Regions from separate parts of the Mus musculus genome. Here region 2 is linked to region 1. Evidence: chromatin contacts called from public HiChIP or PLAC-seq data. All regions are on one chromosome and are shown on one strand. The core of a region is the stretch at or near the end of the contact, and the rest is flanking DNA. Distances in the headings are between cores, read along the strand shown.

What was found. HiChIP or PLAC-seq counts read pairs in DNA pulled down with a chosen protein or histone mark.
Region 2: a FOXA1 HiChIP or PLAC-seq map of pancreatic cancer cells shows a contact between it and region 1. The contact joins two enhancer-like sites. A contact is called at or near these places in 2 of 484 Hi-C or Micro-C datasets (the HPC-7 cell line and nephron progenitors) and 3 of 115 datasets of contacts at active chromatin or transcription factors (embryonic fibroblasts, hepatocytes and pancreatic cancer cells).

What each region holds. Positions count from the first base shown.
Region 1 is chr2:137,047,848-137,054,785 of GRCm38.p6, forward strand. The region is part of intron 6 of Slx4ip (SLX4 interacting protein); the gene reads left to right. Among named protein-coding and RNA genes, the nearest start is that of Jag1, 65 kb to the right of the region's middle. Within about 2 kb of position 1,699, at least 64 of the 459 cell types and tissues checked have an H3K27ac peak or open chromatin away from gene starts, as enhancers often do. A contact at or near this core is called in pancreatic cancer cells, where this site is marked.
Region 2 is chr2:137,720,042-137,726,397 of GRCm38.p6, forward strand. It overlaps Gm14064 (a long non-coding RNA gene), which reads left to right. Exons shown (of 6, transcript XR_866773.2): 6 at 2,004-2,362. Among named protein-coding and RNA genes, the nearest start is that of Gm14064, 60 kb to the left of the region's middle. Within about 2 kb of position 2,235, at least 48 of the 459 cell types and tissues checked have an H3K27ac peak or open chromatin away from gene starts, as enhancers often do. A contact at or near this core is called in pancreatic cancer cells, where this site is marked.

The DNA.
Region 1 (6,938 bases), core at 449-2,948:
TGAGCAGAGAATCCTTTCAAAAAAGCCAGTGCAACCCTTTTATTTCTTCTTCATCCATCAAACCCACTCTAGATATGTACATAAAATAAGATTAGTGAAGCAAATCTAGCCAAAAGCATTAAACGTTTCTTCTTTGAAATATTTCCATGATGCTGTATTATCTTTGAAGATTAATAAATACTAAAATAATTTTGTTGGGCTATATTTTAATAAATATTTCTTAACTGATTTTTTTCAGAGCAAGAAAGAATTGATCTGTGGTTTAAAAAAAACAATGATTAACTCTACCAGAATGCTATTACTTGCAGATGGGATACCGGAGAAATCAGATCTTATAGCTGATGTGTAATGTTAATACTTAATATCTGAAATTGTTAAAGAGGAATTAAAGCATCTGAATACAAAGGAAACAGTATCCCCTTAGGGGCTCTGGTATTTGTACAGATGTAAGTTTTCTGTAGCTGCTGTGATATAAATCCTGTAAGCCAGAGAACTTCCTGATTATTGAGAACTTTCATCCTGAACCAGCCTGGATATTTTACATGGGGACTTTGGTTTCCTTATCTTTAACATGTTCTGATCTTTAGTAGGTATACAATCAAAGTTGACCATATTAACTTATAAGAAAAATACTATTTATATCACATGGTTCTTTTGTTGGTTTTGGTGGCTCTTTTTTGGTTATGTCTTTCTTTCCAGTCACATACACACTTTCCCAGCAACAAAAACAAGAGCCAGTACTACCCCCATAGCTCCACTGCCACAAGTGTTCCAACTTCAGCTGAGCACATCCCCTCCTCAGGTTCTTCAGCCCACCACCTTCTCAAGTATGTTGTCACTAGAAGCTATGAAATGCCCAGGCCCTCCTGCAAATCCCTCATCAGGCCAGTCATACTGTCTTCTTGCCATTGATATCTGTCCTCTTCAGAGTTCACCTGTCTCAGCTATTTAGAGATCAATAAACAACCTCACCCTCTCTGATGCCTCCTGGCAGAGAAAGAACAAATTAATTCTCATGATGTACTTCAAACATCCAAACGTCTCTTCCCCAAGCATTTGAATTTCTTTTCATTTTACATTGATGTTTACAAAAACGCAGGGCCCATCTCATTCTCTCCTGCTTATCATTCTAAGGAATTTCTGACTAGGCAAGGCTTGGGAACTTGGCTCCCCATGTAACTATATTGGCAATAAACTAGAGTTATTTTCTTATAATTGTTTATATAACCCGCTGTTTTGCCATCCACAGAAGTGATGGTGGTGGGGCGATTTTGTACCTGAGAGCAACTTGGACCTCTCATTGGGACTGTAGCCATTAAGGAGTTCTCCTTAAGTTCCCCATGCTCTCTGGATCACCTTTGTCTTAAGTGAGAATTTGATAGGAAATCTGAGAGCATCTATTGAAAACTGCTTTGCCAGGGGACTCTTTCAGCCTTCAGACTAGGAAGGCAGCAGTATTTAGCACCCCAGTTCTTCAAGATAGCTGCATTGAAGAACATATACCAGATCACACAGCACAAAGGAAGCAGAGAAATACCCTTCCTCTGCAGAGCAGAGTGAAAGTAGTCCTTGCTGTCCCTTTACCACCATGCCAGTGAAGTCTGTTCCCACTTTGTCAACTCTGTCTGCCTATGTGGGCACAGACAGTTGAGGAAGGCTCTCCTGTTGCAATAGCCCGGCACCCTGTCCATGTGCTTGGGATGTGGGAACTGAGCTGTGTACTTTGGGAAGCAAGGGCATTATTATGAAATGAGTCACTGTATTTTTCTTACTAGAGTTTCTCATAAGAAATCTTAAAACTCTTGTAGCCTCAGATTTGACCTCCTGCTGGCTGTGGAGCCAGAGCCTTTCTGAAGGTTTTACCTTTGTTGGCTCTTTTCACGTTTTCCTTAGCAGCATAAAATATCAAGTCAGATTTTACTGTACTTGGAGGTACTCCACAAAATTGGCGTGTCTCCTCTCCTCCCTCCCTCCCCCCCCTCTCTCTCCCCCTCTCTCTCTCCTCCCCCCCCCTCTCATACCACCCCCTTCCCAAACATAAGTCTCCTGTGTAGAGACTGCCCTTTTTCAGTTGTTTGGAGCACACTGAAATTACTTACTAGAGTCTTTGATTTCTTTATTGAAGTTATGTAAATAACTGTGGACCTCTGTATATATCTGGGACATTTCAGGGTCATTGCAAAGCTACTGTTTGATTGTGTGTTGGTTACAAGCCTCTCCTAGTCTCTGGAGACCATGGTTCCCATTCAATCTGACCATTACATTGAACAGAATGTTCTGGGTGCTGGCTCTGTACCAGGGTCTCTGGTGAGTTTCAGTGACACAAAAATAAGAAAATACTGCTGCCCTCTAGCTGCTTATAGTCCGGGAGATTGACACCACTATTGATTGTCCTAGTTGCCTAAAATCAGTCATAGAGTAGAAGCTGTGAATTTAGAGACTAAAGCCCAGAATTTAGATTTCCACTCCTTGTTTTAAAACTTTAATGTGTCAAAGCCTAAGATCCAATTAGAAATTAGAAAATGACACATAGTGTTAGTGCTGCCTAAAAGCAGATTCATACCCTAAGATTTTTGGGGATTTCCATCTTCTCCTGCATCTGAGTTGTGGCTGAGCTATGAAAATAGTGTCAGGCTTGCGAGTGACACACACACGCATACATATACACACACGCATATGGGCACTAGGGCAAGGTCCACTCTGTAACACAGACTATATAGAAGGATTGCTAAGAAGTCCTGGAAATCAACAACATTTAAACATTAAGTTTAATACATCTCCTAAGCCAGGTTATTGTTTACAACAAACAAACTAACTTTCTCATTTGTGAATATAATATTGACATAAAAATTAGTATCAAGCAATAAACTACTGTAGGTTGAATTATATTTAGCATATGTCTTATTCTCCTCAGCTGTGCATGGTCCAACCTCTGCTGGCCTTATGAGAGGGTGTCACATTATCTCAAAAAGCTTTTCTCACATGGAATTTCTGTCAAGAAAAAAAAAGGATAAAAATACACTAAATAAGAATTTTAATGTGATTTTTACATGAAGTAGTTTTATTTAATATAACAACAGTCCTGTAGAATCTAGTCATTTTATTTTAGGGGAAATAAACAACATTTTAAGCCTTATGTTTTTTAAAATGGAAGAAGCACAAATTAAAAAAAAAAAAAAACAGAAGAAATGGACTACATAAAAATTTGAGTGTATTAACTAACTTCTATGCCCTGTGAGGGGCTAAGTAATCTATGACGTTTCCAAGTTTTGTATGAAGTATCAGACTATAGGAAGCCATTCTTGTCTCTGTTTATGCTTATGGTTCATCGTAAATTACATGGAACTGTCAAGACATTTCCATAACACTTGGGAATGGACTTGAGTTTGGAAGAAAGGCTCTTTACTAGTTCCCATTTTCTTATAGTTCAAACTAGCTTATTCCTTAGCAGGTAGTTATCAAAATCCTGGAAGTTCATTACATCCAAAGATGAAATACAAATATGCACAAGGAATTTGAAAATTACCTTTGACTCCCAGCCCAAAATAATTGTTACTAACCTAATCTTTATTATTAGTTTAGCCTTAATAACTGAGGTCAATGAATATTTATTTTAGCTAGGGCCCTGTTTATTATATTAGTTTATTTCTGCTTTCCTATTGACATTCTATTGATGATATTCTTTCTACTTACTATATAAAATATTCTTATCAAGTAGCAGAGGACTGCCTGTCTGGCCTCAGTAGGAGAAGATGCATTGAATCCTTTAGAGACTTGAGGTCTTAGGGAGTGTGGGAGCATCCTATCCACAACAGGGAGGGGAGAAGGAACAGGATGAGGGGCTGAGGGAGGGGGACGGGAAGAGGGGCAAGGGCTGGATAAAAGAAAAGAACAACAGGCAAACAAACAAGAGTAATTCTTAGTGAGCTTATCATTTGTCTTTCAATTATATGTCATTGATATGAGGCAGAAGTCTGTGTCTTTTCCATAATGATTCTTTTTCTTTTTTTAAATTAAACTAATAAAATTGATTTTAAAATATACAACTCAGTATTGACTTTTTTGTTGTTGTTGTTTTGGTTTTTGGTTTTTTGTTTTGTTTTGTTTTGTTTTTTCAAGACAGGGTTTCTCTGTGTAGCCCTGGCTGTCCTAGAACTCACTCTGTAGACCAGGCTGGCCTCAAACTCAGAGATCCACCTGCCTCTGCCTCCCAAGTGCTGGGATTAAAGGTGTGCACCACCACGCCCGGCCAGTATTGACATTTTTAAGTCATCAAAATAATTTATAATAGTTAAATGCCTCTTAAATATACATGATATCTTCTGAAGCTAAAAGTAATATGCACTCAATGAGTTTTTTTAAATCTATTTGAAACATTAAATATGATAGAAGAAAAAAACCTCTATGAAGTCCTCTATGAAAGGAAATTGTGACAAGTTCTTGATTAGGCAGAAACTGTTCCATCTCCAAGGGAAAATACTCAGTATAACTGTGGCTTCATAGAACAAATTAGGTAATGTTCCTTCTGTTTCTATTTTGTGGAATAGTTTGAAGAGTATTGGTATTAGCTCTTCTTTGAAGGTCTGATAGAATTCTTCACTAGACCCATCTATCTGATCCTGTCTTTTTTGTTTGCTTTGGGGGGGGGGGTTTAATGGCTGCTTCTATTTCTTTAGGGATTATAGGATTGTTTAGATGGTTTATCTGATACTAATTTAACTTAGATATTTGGTATCTGTCTAGAAAATTGTTCATTTCATCCAGATTTTCCTGTTTAGTTGAATATAGGCTTTTGTAGTAGGATCTGATGTTTTTTTTTTTTAAACATCCTCAGTTTCTGTTGTTATATCTCCCTTTTTACTTCTGATTATGTTAATTTGGATATTGTCTCTGTGCCCTCTGGTTAGTAAGGCTAAGGGTTTATCTATCTTGTTGAATCTTCTCAAAGAACCAGCTCCTGTCTTTGTTGATATATAGTTCTTTTTGTTTCTACGTGGTTGATTTCAGCCCTGAGTTTGATTATTTCCTGCTGTCTACTCCTTTTGTGTGTATTTGCTTCTTTTTGTTCTAGAGCTTTCATGTGTACTGTCAAGCTGCTAGTGTATGCTCTCTACAGTTTCTTTTTGGAGACCCTCAGAGCTTTGACTTTTCCTCTTAGTACTGCTTTCATTCTGTCCCATAAGTTTGGGTATGTTGTGCCTTCATTTTCATAAAATTCTAAAAAGTCTATAATTTCTTTATTTCTTCCTTGACCAAGTTATTATTGAGTAGGGCATTGTTCAGCTTCCATGTGTATGTGGGCTTTCTGTTGTTTTTGTTGTTACTGAAGACCAGCCTTAGTATATGATGATCTGATAGGAAGCATAGGATTATCTCAATATTTTTGTATCTGTTGAGGCCTGTTTTGTGACCAATTATATGGTCAATTTTGGAGAAGGTACTATGAGGTGCTGAGAAGAGGTATATTCTTTTGATTTAGGATGAAATGTTCTATAGATACCTGTTAAATCCATTTGGTCCATAATTACCTGAGTTTCAATGTGTCTGTTTAGTTTGTTTCCATGATTTGTTCATTGATGAGAGTAGGGTGTTGAAGTCTCCCACTGTTATTGTATGAGGTATAATATGTTCTTTGAGCTTTAGTAAATTATGTTTGTGTGGCTATCTTCTTTTGGGCTTGTTGAAAGAAAATCACTTTCTTGCTTTTTCTAGTATATAGTTTCTCTCCTTGTGTTGGAGTTTTTCATCTATTATCCTTTGTAGGTCTGGATTTGTGGAAAGATATTGTGTAAATTTGGTTTTACACAAATTTACACAACATCATGGAATATCTTGGTTTCTCCATCTATGGTAATTGAGAGTTTTGCTGGGTATAGAAGCCTGGGCTGGCATTTGTGTTCTCTTAGGGTCTGTATGACATCTGCCTAGGATCTTCTAGCTTTCACAGTCTCTGGTGAGAAGTCTGGTATAATTGTGATAGGTCTGCCTTTATATGTTACTTTACCTTTTTCCCTTACTGCTTTTAGTATTCTTTCTTTGTTTTGTGTATTTGGTATTTTGACTATTATGTGACAGGAGGAATTTCTTCTCTAGTCCAACCTGTTTGGAGTTCTGTGGGCTTTTTGTATGTTTGTGAGCATCTCTTTCTTTAGGTTAAGGAACTTTTCTTCTATAATTTTGTTGAAGATATTTACTGGCCCTTTAAGTTAGGAATCTTTACTCTTTTCTTTACCTATTACTCTTAGGTTTAGTCTTCTCATTGTGTCCTGGATTTCTTGGATGTTTTGGATTAGGAGCTCTTTGCATTTTGTATTTTCTTTGACTATTGTGTCAGTGTTTTCTATGGTATCTTCTCCACCTGAGACTCTCTCTTCTATCTTTTGTATTCTGTTGGTGATACTTGCATCTATGACTCCTGATCTCTTTCCTAGGTTTTCTATCTAGGGTTTTCTCCCTTTGTGATTTATTTATTGTTTCTATTTCCATTTTTAGATCCTGGATGGTTTTGTTCCATTCTATCACCTGTTTGGTTTTTTTCCTGTAATTCTTTAAGGGTTTTATTTTATTTATTTATTTATTTATTTATTTATTTATTTATTTATTTATTTATTTTGGTTTCTTCTTTTACCTGTGTTCTCTTGTAGTTCTTTAAGGCAGTAATTTATGTCCTTCTTAAAGTCCTCTATCATCATCATGAGATGTGTTTTGAAATCAGTCTTGCTTTTCCTGTGTGTTGGGGTATCCAGTACTTGCTGTGGTGGGAAAACTGGGTTCTGATGATGCCAAGTAGCCTCGTTTTTTGTTGCGTATGTTCTTGTCCTTGCCTCTAGACATCTTGTTATCTCTGCTGTTAGCGGTTTTGCTGTCTCTGATTTTGGCTTGTGTCTCCTCCAAGCCTGGGGTCAGTATTCTTGGGAGACCACTTCTCTCCAGGAGGA
Region 2 (6,356 bases), core at 985-3,484, 670 kb after region 1:
AGCAACACAAGAAGTCTTAACTGAATTTGCTTGTAAAAGTAGGGCCCTCAAGGCAGTCTGTAAGACAATACTTCTATGTTAGATAGTTTTTTCCTGTGGGAGGATGGTAGGAGAAACACATATATGGTATAGGCAAAGTGACTCAGGAGAGTATGAAACATCTTCTTAGGATGCTGTTTTTGTGGGAGGGACACTAAAGCAGCTACTGTGGAAACAACTGTACTTAAACTTCCTGGCGGTTGCTATTGAAAGTGAACCTGGCTTATCCCAGCACAAAGAGGACATGGGTTTGTTCATAACAGCTCCTAAAGGTCACTTACCTGGGACTATTCCCAGGTGTATGAATTTCCAATCACTGCTGCTTCAAGCTAACTTGAGGTCTTAGACAAAGAGGAAGTTGTATGGCTATGGCCCAAAGGAGGGAGGCCCAGGGTTACTTAAGGAAGGACGTGCTGCAAATACCATTCATTTAAAGTATCACACAAGTGTCACCCCATGGCATGCCTTTCCCTGCTTGCCAAACCTCATTTCTGAGACATAGGCAGTGCAAAAGGAACACCTTGGCTTCACAGCCTGTAGAAATGAGAAGAGAAGAACAGCAAGAACTTAGGTGAGTCCATCCCATATCAGGGGCAGAATCCTGACGTTCTTTGGGGGGAACTCAAGCATAGGAAATCAAAAGAGTGTTACTTAAAATCAGGTTATATCGCATTTATTACTATCCTAAGTATACGTAAGAAGCCACAGGCATCCCTCTTATATAACAATGAGCAATCTTTCCCTTGTTTCTCTTTCTCCATTAAATGATGTATCCACTCATTTTAGGGTGAGGCATACATCTCAAAAGATTTGAATATATACATTCTATATTCTTCACTATCCAGATGTGAAACAATTGACTTGAAAGTGTTTTCCTTTTTAGGTAAAATTTTGATTTATCACTAGCATTAATCTTAGAGAAAATTATGTATGTGTAAGTCTTAATTAGACTATGGAATGAAGTGTGCATGTACACACACACATACACACACACACACACACACACACACACACACACACACACACACACACTCACACTTGCATGGAAATGGTGGTGACCTGGTTTTAACTCTAGTGTACAAGCAGGGCTGTTGTAAGGCAGAAATGACTTCATCAGGAAATCCTCAGTCAAACTTCCAAATATACAAATAGATGCCTTTTATTCTGCTGTGAATCAAAATGATGCCATGTCCTGTAATTAAGGATGTTAGTGGCCACGTTGAGTGAGAGCCAACCACACTTAGCCTTTGTTTCTAAGACAGTCATTTTCAAGTTCAGCATCTTAAGGCCAATAGGCACCTTATTTGGCAAAGATTCAGTTCTGTTCCTAAGTCATTTTAGGGTAATAGAATTTTCTTTCTTTCTTTTTTTCCTCCTTTTCTCCTTCCTTCCTTCCTTCCTTCCTTCCTTCCTTCCTTCCTTCCTTCCTTCCTTCCTTCCTTTCTTTCTTTCTTTCTTTCTCTTTCTTTCTTTCTTTCTTTCTTTCTTTCTTTCTTTCTTTCTTTCTTTCTTTCTTTCTTTCTTTTCTGTTCTCTTTTTTGGAGATGTACTGGTTGTTTGAACTTGATGCACAAATATTTATATATTTGGGCATGTTACTATGCAGTCAAAAATCAAAGAGTATTGCCTAAAAAAGCAAAATACAGAAACAAGTCTTAGCAATTATTGAATTGTTATTGAGCAAGATAATTACAAAAACAAACAAACAAATATTCAAACCCCTGTTGCTAAATGCAAATCTACGTGAGAGTGGGACACCAGATAACATTGCCTTATTATTTCTTCCTTACAGGAAATAATATGGAGTCATTAGGCTTTCTAAATATTAACTTCTCAAACTGACTGTGTAACTGGCTCCTGGGGCCGCATACAATGGCAGGGTGATATGGTCTGTTGATCTGGCCCACAGTCTGATGGGAGGGGAGCTGAAACACAGTTTTGTTTTGTTTTGTTTTCTTAAGCAGATCTACAAACCTCTCGGAATCAACCACTCCTTTTTTGGAGTCACTTGAGCCCTTGACCAAAGGCCTGCCTGAGTAGGATCTCTTCCTATGGATGCAGCAGGAACTCTCTATCCGCCTCCTCCAGCTGCAGGAGAGAAGAATTCACCGGAATGCTGAGATAATGCCTGAACTTGCTGAGCCCTCCTGCCTCCTGCCACCTCCATCAAGTTCTATCTTTGTCTTAGGCCCTGAGTCATGCCCTACACCGACCCCTCAGTCATCTGTGACTCATAGCAGAGAGCAGTTATACCCAATGCTGAGCCACAGGAGCAGACGATTATTCTATTCTTCTTTATTCTCTCATTCTCTCTCTTCTTCTTCTTCTTCTTCTTCTTCTTCTTCTTCTTCTTCTTCTTCTTCTTCTTCTTCTTCGTCGTCGTCGTCTTCTTCTTCTTCTTCTCTTTCTTTCTTCCTTCCTTCCTTCCACCTTTCTTTCTTTCTTTCTTTCTTTCTTTCTTTCTTTCTTTCTTTCTTTCTTTCTCTCTCTCTCTCCCTCTCTCCCTCCCTCCCTCCCTCCCCCCTCTCTCTTTCTTTCTTTCTCTCTCTCTTTCTTTCTTTCTTTCTTTCTTTCTTTCTTTCTTTCTTTCTTTCTTTCTTTCTTTCTTTCTTCCTCCGTCATTCTTCCATTCTTTGCTTCTGAAAGTATCTGTATCAGATCAGGACCCCGAGACCAAGTTCTAAGCACAAAGTAGATTTATTTGCACCAGATGGACAAAGGACAGAGAATAAGAGACAAAGACAGGATGAAGACAAAAGCAGAGATGATAAAGGACAAGGGAGAAGGGGAAAGGAACAAAAGAGAGGGGGCAGGAGTACCAATTCTTGGGGGGGGGAATGGGAGGACAAAGGACTGTCTCTGGATAGAGAGGAAAAAGAATTGGCTCTTAGGAAAATGGTGGTTTCTAAAGGTAAAACAAGAAACCCTGTGTTAGGATGAGGTATTTAATTTTAATTGGGCATGTTAATTAGATGAACCAAGGTAGGCTTTTGATTGCTGGATTTGAATACTTTGATAGCTGGACCTTGGTAGTCAGCCTCTAAAGGAGGAAATGTCCAAATAAGGGAATAGACCTTGAGGGCTCGCTTTAGGAATGTAATCTAATGGTTTTCAGCAAGGCAGAGGAAATGGGGGAGAAGGACAAGGCCTGCCAGACTCATGTCATGTGTGTCGTGCTCGGGCTAGCTAGAGGCCTTTCAATTCCTCTCCGTGTCTCTCTCTGTCTCTGCCTCTGTCTCTTCAGCTCTCTGTGTCTCCGACTCTCTGTCTCTCTGTTTTTCTCTGTCTCTCTACCTCTGTCTCCATCTCTGTCTTCATCTCTCTCTCTCTCTTTCCTCTCTCTCTCTCTCTCTCTCTCTCTCTCTCTCTCTCTCTGTCTTGTTCTCTACCTTGGAAGAAAAGTTAGGTCAAATGGTCATATCTTGAGCATCTTCTTCAAGAGCTTCTCTATCATTTGTGTCTTTAACTTGGGAGAAATTTTATCCTGAGTGGGCATTTTGGTGGGTATTTTCTTTTAAATGCCATTTTGGGTCAGATTTCTTTCTTGTAGAGTAACCTATCTTTACTTGATTACAAATATGATACTGAATAATATTTATTTATGTATTTATTATTTGTTGTGTGCTTGCTTGGCCTTTGTAATATGACTTTACAGTTTCTCCCATTAACCTGTGGAGTCTCTCTACTTCTGGAATCTGTATTTGCTGTCCTTTGGCCTTCACAAGTTTCAGAAAAGATTCTGTCTATTAGAGCAGAGTCAAGGCCAAGGCCAGCCTACTTCAGCCAGACTGCAGCTGACTGACCCTTAAACAACAAAGAAATGAGTCAACAGAATAAGCCAAACCTTACCCAAAATGAAAAAACTAATCTCTTGATGTCTAGCTTTACAACAAACAAACAAACAAATGAAAAAAGAATGCGGGTTATCTGCTAAGATTTCTAGTAGTTTGTCATTGTGATAGTAGGTAGCAGACATGTCAGCCTGGCCCTTTAGTCCTATGGGTGGCCTGGCAAGTTAGATCCACATACTCTTGTAATAATGTTTCAAGAGATTTTATTTCTTAATATTGTGTTAGTTTTCACAATGGTGTATTCCAATGGCTTCAAAATGGGACATATTTGTGGTTTTGATACATGCTACACAAATTCATAGAAATAGAAAATGTATTGTTACACATAGACTCATACAGCAGTAAGTCCAGATGCATTGTGTACGTTTGCTAAGGCCAAATTGAAAAGTGCTACAGACATGGTGGCTTAAATCAGGGAAACGCATGCTTTCTTGATTCTAGGAACCAGATGTCTGGGTGCAAATATCAACATGGCTGGATTCTTGCTATGTGTCTCTTCTTTCTTATAGTTGCTTCTCTCCTGTGTTGCCACACTACCTCCTTCAGTGCACCCTTGTAATCATCTCCTTTTCTATTTTTCTTTTCCTTTTTTGGGATGTGGTGTAAGTGTTTGCACATGTGCATGTGCAGACACATGTGTATACATGTGAATGTGCTTAAGCATTATGTAGAGGATAGAGGACAACCGTGAGTGTCTTCCTCCTTTGCTTTCCACCTCATTATAAAGCCTTAAGCTTGTTGTTTTGACTAGACTGAGTAGTCAATGAGCTGCTGACATTGGATCATCTTCTTTTCTCAACCCTGCTTCTGCCAAACTCTGGCATTGCAGACATATGCTAATGGATCAGCCTTTTCATGCGTGACTTGGGGTTGTGAACTGTAGCTTTCGAGTTTGCACAGCAACCCTTTATCCACCTAGCTATCTCATCTTATAGGGACAGTAGTTGTAATGCATTAGAGCCTATCCTAACAGCATCACCTTAATGACATCAAGTCTATGAAAACATGTCTTTAATGTCTTAAAAGGAGTCACATTTAGAAATATCTAGGGCTTAGACTTTGTCATTTGAATTTTTGGGAAACACAAGTCAGGCCCTCCAAAAGTGCCGTTATGATGCCTGATGCTATATCCCCAAAATATAGGTACCATCTTTCCCACAATCTGTCTATGGTCCAAACTGTAGCTAAGAATAAAGTCTCACTACTTTTCTCCACAACATCCACCATTTCCACCAAGAATAGAGTGTCTATTCTTCACTCTAGAGTACTGCTTATCAAAATCCTTTACAAATCTTAAAACCTCACAAATCTTCCCAGGGTGGCACTCTAAATAAGGAACTCCCTTTCAAGTCTTTTGCTATCACCCTGCACTCTGTTGCTGCCTTTTTACCACCTGCCGTATTGCACAGGTATGTTGTCCCTGTGATCTGGAGTTACTCTCATTAATTCTATATTTCTCCTAGTTGCTACTACATCAGTACCTGTGGCACAGATCAACATGATAGCTTTTTTATTCTTTTAGTACCTCTTACTGGATGCATAGCCTCCCTTGATAGTAAGGCCAGACAAAGTGACCAAATTTTGGCAAAATTAATGTACTGTGAATCTTTTATCTGTGGCTACATTAGTCAGCTCCTATTCACTGTGAGATGCATGCATTGCTTTTTCCCTATTTTGTTATACGCTGTATGATTCATTTTCCTTCTAGACTTTGAGTGGGTTCAGACAATGACAGAAATAGCTGAAATTGGCTTATCAGAAGGGAAGCTAGGATATGTGTTTTGTCTCTGTATTTCCCCACAGCATCCTTATGAGTAGCAACACCTCTATGATTCCACGTTGATTCTTCAGGATTCTACTATGAATCATCTTTCCTCTGTTGGACATTTCCTGATGAGAGATGCTAATCAAACACAACAAAACAAAAATTTGCCCATTGTCCCACCAGCCCTGAGTTGTTATTTAGTTGAGGCAAACTGTATGGCTATTTGACACCTGTGCTACAGGAATTAAACCTCCTGCCCCACAGGCCTGTTCTGAAAGTAAATAAGCTAAAATATGCAGAATTAGGAGCTGAGAACCTCACACATGTTACAAAGCATGTTGTTTCTTTATAGACATGCACCCTGACTATTTATTTCCCCCTTCAGTTTTTGATCCTCAGTCTTGCTACCATTTTCTTTGATCCTCTGGAAGGTTGTAGTCTGCTCTGCTATCTTTTGCTCCTTTCAGTGCTTACTGTGTAGAAATCTCATGCAATTCACTTAAATATATTTCTTTTTAGCTTCTTTATGGGACATGCTTCCTGGCTCCAACCATAATCTCTTTGCAAACATAATGCTCTTGTGTGCAGAGCTGTTGTTTTTCCATATCACTCCCTCAGTTAATGCCCACCATTCTTGCTGGCCTCCTGGTGCTTCTCATGGAAAAACTGTCAGTGGGCAGATGAGAGAACTGGTCTCCATT